Linked DNA regions of Mus musculus: region 1 is linked to region 2. A link is a contact called in public promoter capture Hi-C data. All regions are on one chromosome and are shown on one strand. Each heading gives the region's core, a stretch centred on a gene start, on an enhancer-like site or on the middle of the called end of the contact. The rest is flanking DNA. Distances are from core to core; before and after follow the strand shown. Region 1 holds the start of Ckb (creatine kinase, brain). Region 2 holds the start of Tnfaip2 (tumor necrosis factor, alpha-induced protein 2).

Region 1 (3,249 bases), core at 662-3,161, 230 kb before region 2:
CACACAGTTCGCTCCTCCAGGCAGCCTGCCTCCACAGAAAGGCAGGGTCCCTGTGCCTCCTGTGCACTTTTTGTTGCACGTTCCTTGCATCTAGCACCTCATGTGTGGCTGGAGGCTCAGGGGGAGCAGTCTCCCTCAAAGCCATCTTCAGCTTCTTTTCCTCTGGGGCGTAAGTGTGCCATTAGTTCTCTGAAGCTAGGCTTTGGACTGCAATCCCTCAGAGCAGGATGGAGCATGCCTTTAAGTCCACAAGTGGATAAACAGAGGCAGGCAGAGCTCTGAGACCTGCTTGGTCTACAAAGTGAGTTCCAAGGCTAGAGAGAGAAACTGTCAAAGACAAATGACTGAAGATATTCTGTCAAACATGCAAGGATGAAGGCTTCTCTTGTTCTTGCTTTATTAGCCCAGGAGTGAGTGAGTGGCTGTGAGTGAACATTAAATATGAAAGCACAGATACTGATTTTTTTTTGAGACAGGGCTGTTCTGGACTCTCTTTTTAGAGGAAGGATCTGCCTGAGGGATCTCACAGAGATCTGCTTGTCTCTGCCTTCCTCGTGCTTGGATTGAAAGGGTGTGCTGCAGCTGGACGTGGTGGCCCATGCCTTTAATCCCAGCACTTGTGAGGCAGAGGCAGGCGAATTTCTGAGTTCGAGGCCAGCCTGGTCTACAGAGTGAGTTCCAGGACAGCCAGGGCTACACAGAGAAACCCTGTCTTAAACAAACAAACAAACCAAAAAAGAAAAAGAAAAAAAGAAAGGGTGTGCCGCCACGCAGGACCTCACCTCTCTATTTGTATCAACTGCACCATCTACCACACTTTTCTACCCACGACCATTCCCTAATGAGCATCAGATCGAATCCAAACTTTCTCCCTCTACACGTTTCCTGATCTGTTTGTAGAGAAGGGACACCGTCTTTCTGTAGGCTGCATTCCTAGAAGTGGGAATGCTAGGTCATAGAGCAATTTAAAAATTTTTTAACAAATACTGCCAAATTACTTTCCAGAAAAAGATGAAGCTGCTGGCAGCTGCAGCAGGCAAGGTGCGAACGCCTATCTTCACACATTCCAATTCACACCTGGCACTGGCTGTGGTCAAATTCCAGGTTTCCCCTGTGTGTGTGTGTGGGGGGGGGTGGCACGGGGAGAGAGACTGTTTCAATGTGTTGGATCTGATTAATGAGCTTAATTTTGACTGGTGCTTCCTCCACCCCCAGTTTGCCTGCCGGTGTTGGGGAGTTCTTTGTGGGTGCGGTGGTAGAAACCGGTCCCCCGAGAAAAGGGACAGGAGATGAGAATTTGGAGATTCAAAAACAGTCTCTAGGAACTAAATGTCTTGAATCTTTCAGGGTCTGGGTCCAAGGGTCTTGGCGGTGTTCCTTAGAGCCCGCCCAAGGTCAGAACACCCTGGGTGCTTCCGGGCGGGACCTCAGCCAGACTGCGCCTCTGGTGTTGCACCAAGAACACCCAGGAGATGCCCGCAGGCACCTTGAGGAAGGTCGGCGGCTCTGTGGCTCTTGAGGATATGGCCTGGATGCGGTGTTTGGATGCTGTACCCAATGTTAAAAACCTGGACTCTCACCATGACCCTCTCTACAACGCAGTCGGCCTGAGGAGACAGGGAAGGCAGGAGCCTCAAGTGCCATCTGGCTTCCCAGACTCAGTTTCCTGCCCCCGGCAGTGTGTGTGAAGCAGGTCTAGGATATCTATGGCTCTGGGGTTTCGTCTTAGGGATCCTGTGCGAGCACCACCGGGGTGGCCAAACTGCGCAGCGGGGTCGAGACTTGGGGACCGCTAGGGTGGGCCGCTGGGGGTGTCAAGGGCTGCTGCCTCGGACAAAGCGGCGGCACCACCCCAAAGCGCGGACCAATGGAATGAATGGGCTATAAATAGCCGCCAATGGGAGGCCGGCGACGCGCCCCTTAAGAGCTCAGGGAGCAGCGAGCAGCCGTCGTTCTTCTGCGCTGCGCCAGGAGCTGCAAGCACAGGCATCCATCGCCCCTGCTTCGTCCGGCATCCCGGTGAGCGGGTCCAAGGGCCAGGGGTATAGTCCTGCGGGGCTCTACGCTGTGGGGTGCGGGACCGGGGCATCACGCGCAGCCTCGCTGCCGGGAGCGCTCATCGGACCCGCCCGGGAACTTGGGATGCGCTGGACTCTGACGATGCAGACCTCGCTGACCTTGGTGGCGTCCAGGGAAAGTCTCGGGGGTCCCAAGTGGTTTGCAGGTCCCTGGCGGCCGGTGTTTAAATCTCCTCTGACCCCGCTCTTCCCTGCAGCCCGCTGCCGCCGCCATGCCCTTCTCCAACAGCCATAATACGCAGAAGCTGCGCTTCCCGGCCGAGGATGAGTTCCCTGATCTGAGCAGCCACAACAACCATATGGCCAAGGTGCTGACCCCGGAGCTGTACGCCGAGCTCCGTGCCAAGTGCACGCCGAGCGGCTTTACTTTGGACGACGCCATTCAGACTGGCGTAGACAATCCGGGTATGCACACCCCTGTAGCGTCAGGCTTCCGCCTCCCCAAGAAGCCCCCCGGGCAAGGATCCCACTGCTCTTCCCTGAACCTTCGGTGGGCTGGGGTCCCCTGTTCCCCTCTCCGCGCTTAGCCTTAAGAGCCTCGGCTTGCTCCTGCCTGACGGTGACGTCACTGTCGCCGCGCCCCTCCTCCAGGCCACCCGTACATCATGACTGTGGGTGCAGTGGCGGGCGACGAGGAGAGTTACGACGTATTCAAGGACCTCTTCGACCCCATTATTGAGGAGCGGCACGGCGGCTACCAGCCCAGTGATGAGCACAAGACCGACCTCAACCCAGACAACCTGCAGGTGCGGGGAATCAGGGTCCGGGCGTGCTGGGGAGAGGGGTCTCGGCGCTCACTCTAGCCACCACCTTGTATTCCCAGGGTGGCGATGACCTGGACCCCAACTACGTGCTGAGCTCGCGAGTGCGCACAGGCCGCAGCATCCGCGGCTTCTGTCTCCCCCCGCACTGCAGCCGCGGGGAGCGCCGCGCCATCGAGAAGCTGGCAGTAGAAGGTAGGGGTCGGGTAACAGCCTCCAGAGCTGCTGCGCTCTTCTCTGCGCGCGCGTTCCCACTGGGGACTGAGGGTCGAAGACCCACCTTCGCCCGCGGGGACACACTGCTGCAGGCGGGGCGGCGGGCTTGCTCGCCCGCCCACCCTGTCCTTGAACTCTGCACTCCGCAGCTCTGTCCAGCCTAGATGGCGACCTGTCTGGCAGGTACTACGCGC
Region 2 (3,478 bases), core at 524-3,023:
TGTCCCTTGTAGTACGCTGCTTTAGGATTAGGGGGTCAGACTTCAGACCCTGGGCAAACGACCCCAGGTAACCTTTTACTCGTGAGCAAAGCACAGGCCTTCCTGAAGTCACACAGCAGCTTGAGTGTGGAACCCACACTACCCGCTTTGCAGCCTACCCTGCTTGTTTCCAAATGGGGTGATGCAATTTCCCAAGGCCTTCTGTTTCCCCTCCCTTCCCGGGTGCCCATCCCATCCCATCTCTCCCCAGCAAGTATGTTATTTAGCTTAAAATAATCTTGTGGTCACTAGCTTGAGCTTGGAGGCCAGAGAACATCTCCCTCAAAGGACTGGCTTTTCTCAGGCCTCCACATCCCTGACTGTGTGTGTGGATTGTCAGAGCAAGGAAGACCACCCGAGGAAGCAGGGCTAGCCTGGAGGGAGGGAGCAGGCAGGAGGAGGGCCTTTCTGGTAAACGGTGTGACCCATTACCAGGAGGTGGCTTCCCTGCCCCATCCTTCAAGGATAAAAACCCCAAGCTGTAGCTTCATTTCTTCAAAATGACCTGGCGTGATCCAGGAACAGCTCCCGGTAAGGCAAGTGGGAAGACCCACCATCACGAAGGAGAACCCCGGAAACTGCGGAGGGGAGGTGCTTGCCCAAACACAACACACTTTAAGGGCCCTTTCCCACACCATCTCCGCCTCCACCAGCTCAACTGCCCAGGTTCGGGATAGATTCCTGAGGGGCTTATCTCATAACTGGGGCATGGGTAAAGCACCCTGATTGGACAGAAAGCCTGGGCTCCTCTACCCCAGCTCTTATCATCCTCACCAGGTGCCCTGAGCAGAGAGAGCCCTCTCTCTCGTTAACCTCATGAGGCCTGAGATAGGGCCAGGCAGTTTTTAAAGCCTGTGCCAACCTATCCCACTCGCATGGCAAACACCCATAAGGGCTGGCCTGGCTGATGGAGCTGCTGACCTGAATGTCTGGCCCCAGTTGCCCTTCAGTGTCAGAGGCTATTGGTATAAAAGGGAGGAGCATCTGCGGGCTCAGCTACACTTCTCACCAGGATTAGGGCTAAACAACATTCTTCCTCAGTATGTCTCGGTTTTCCCGTTTGTAAAATGAGAACGAGCCCTCCCCTCACTCCTTTCTCAGTGCTGCTCAGAGGATGTGGCAAAATCAGAAGCCTGGCACTGGGTGGGCCTTAGAAAGCAAGTTCCCCTGTATCCCTGACTGCAGAGGGGAAAGGCAGCAGGAGTAATGAGATGCTGTTTAAAGCATCACCAAGCCGGGCCCGCAGAGGCACGAAGGGGTCTCAGAGACACATGGGAGGGCTGCATCTGGTGGCTGGATGGTGTCACCTCCCTCAATTCTAGACACCACAGAGAACCTCACTGATCTTGCAACTAACTTACTGACTCTTGCCCCACAAGAGATCATCCGGACAGGGAGTCCCGCGGGTGCTGGGACCTTCCTTTTGTAAACCCGAGACTCCCTCACTTTTGTCCCAGTCCCTACAACACTTAAGAAACTTTCGCTGCGCGCGGGGATTCCGGACCCTGGTGTGAGGGGCTCAGAGTAACGCCTGTAAGTCCCTAGCAGTGCGTATGCTGGAGGTCAAGGGACCTCGAAATATCCCGCCCGCGTCCCCTTGGCCACTCAGGGCCATTCCCCCGGCGAATCCTGTCCGACACTCTGTGTCAGGACTGGAAGGGAAGCTACGTAGAGCGGCAGGGACAGAGGCACAGCGGCAGAGGTCACTTACTGTGTCCAGGACAGGACGCCTTAGTCCCGACCCTGGAGGGGCCCTCCTAAAATAGTCGCAGGCTCCGCCCAGACTCTGCCTGCTCCACCAACCGCAACCGCGGAAAATCCGCTGGCGGACGCCTCGGCCCGGCGAGTCCAGTGTTGGGGGCGGGGCCGGGCCGGTAGAGAGAGGGGCGGGGTCACTTTGCTGTTCCCAATAGCCTGGAAAGAGTGGTCTTGATGTGCGTGCACAGGGAGCCACGAGTTCCGCTTAGCGGAGAGCTGTTGTCGCACCACGGTCTCTGATTGGCTACCTAGCAGGGGCGCACGCACAAAGCCTCTGTCCCGCGTCACACAGTCAGCACCTACTTAGGTCTGGGGAGTGCCCTCTTCCATCTCAACGCCTCTGCCAAGTGTTGTTACCGCTCTGAGCACCCCTGTGTCCTTGAAAGTCTGGAAGGAAAGCTTCCCGGAGGAGGTGTCCTAAGGCAGCTGGGCACACGACTGGTAGTGGGACCTCTCAAAACCTCTCATCACCAAGCCTTGAGTGATGGGGCCCATCTTCATCATTATCCTGAGGTTACACAGAAATGACAGACAGCCCTCACCTGAGCCTCCTTCTCCAGGGCTCCCAGTGACAAGATTTTCCAGGATGGGGCTGGGGGTGATCCTCAGCACTCCCTTCTGCGGGCCTTTTCTCGGGGGTCTTTTCTCGGGGGTCTTCCCACCTTGGGGAAGGTGGGGTTGTAGGCTAGTGTAGAAAGGGGAATTTCTGCCCTCTGGAAGATGGGCTCACTCAGGAATTTCCCTGCTAGACACCAGCTTCTTTTTTGCCTCTACTTGGAGCTCGGCTCCTCCCCATCTTTTGTTTGGGCCCTCTCTTCTTTCCCTGCCTGTCTAAGCACAGAGCTTTGAGGAAAGAGGGAAGGGCAGCTGAGTGGGTGGGTTATGTTAAGGGGTTGTCCCTGGAAACCCAGAACTTCCTCTTCCTCCTGGGGAGCAGTGGCCAAGTGCCAGGTTTAAGAAGACTCTCCTCCATCCTATACCATGGTAGGTTGTAGGAGGCAAGAACAGAAGGCTGCCGGGCGGGAGTGGTGCACACATTCAATCTCAGCACTTGGGAGGCAGAGCAGACAGATCTCTGAGTTTGAGGCCATCCTGGTCTACAGAGCAAGTTCCAGGTAGCCAGGGCTACGCAATGAGAGCCTGTCTCAAAACTCAAACCGCACGCTTCCTCTTCTCCCTGAGGTCCTAATGGGTGATATTTCTATTGAGCCTCCAGGGTCCAAGCTGGGTGTTGCCTCTGCTCCACAAGGGAAGACAAAGACCCTAGGACTGTACCCACAATCCCATCCAAATATAGAAAGAGGATGAGAACCCAGGCCTTCTACTTCCAGCCTTCTACCTCCTAGCGGCCTCTCGACACATCGTATGACCTCCCCAGAGTATCCAGCCTCCGCTCTATTGATCCAGCTCCAGATTTCAAACAGATAAGGAAATGGTTGGGAAACTCCACAGGTAGGATTGAGGGACAGAGGAGTCAGGCTTTCAAGAACCCACATCTGTTCAGAGCCTATGGGCTCTGTGGGACAGATGTTGGACTTCCATTCTTGCCCCATGGTGCCCACAGCAGCTTGCTCAGAGCATAGTCAGTAGAAGCCAATGCCACCCATCTTGCATGTCAGAGTTTAGGATGAGGGTCAAAGGTCCTCTGTGAATTTCCCAACACAAAGGAAATTTGAAAACA

The links. Promoter capture Hi-C pulls out the DNA fragments that hold promoters and counts their contacts.
Region 1: a promoter capture Hi-C map of neural stem cells shows a contact between it and region 2. The contact joins the promoter of Ckb here to the promoter of Tnfaip2 in region 2. A contact is called at or near these places in 1 of 39 promoter capture datasets (neural stem cells), 3 of 115 datasets of contacts at active chromatin or transcription factors (T-cell acute lymphoblastic leukemia, embryonic stem cells and pancreatic cancer cells) and 1 of 9 other capture datasets (adipose tissue).

The regions. Positions count from the first base shown.
Region 1 is chr12:111,671,000-111,674,248 of GRCm38.p6, reverse strand. Ckb (creatine kinase, brain) reads left to right here and starts at 1,911. Exons shown (of 8, transcript NM_021273.4): 1 at 1,911-2,019; 2 at 2,276-2,483; 3 at 2,670-2,824; 4 at 2,902-3,034; 5 at 3,205-3,249. The coding sequence starts at 2,291.
Region 2 is chr12:111,440,956-111,444,433 of GRCm38.p6, reverse strand. Tnfaip2 (tumor necrosis factor, alpha-induced protein 2) reads right to left here and starts at 1,773. Exons shown (of 12, transcript NM_009396.2): 1 at 1,751-1,773.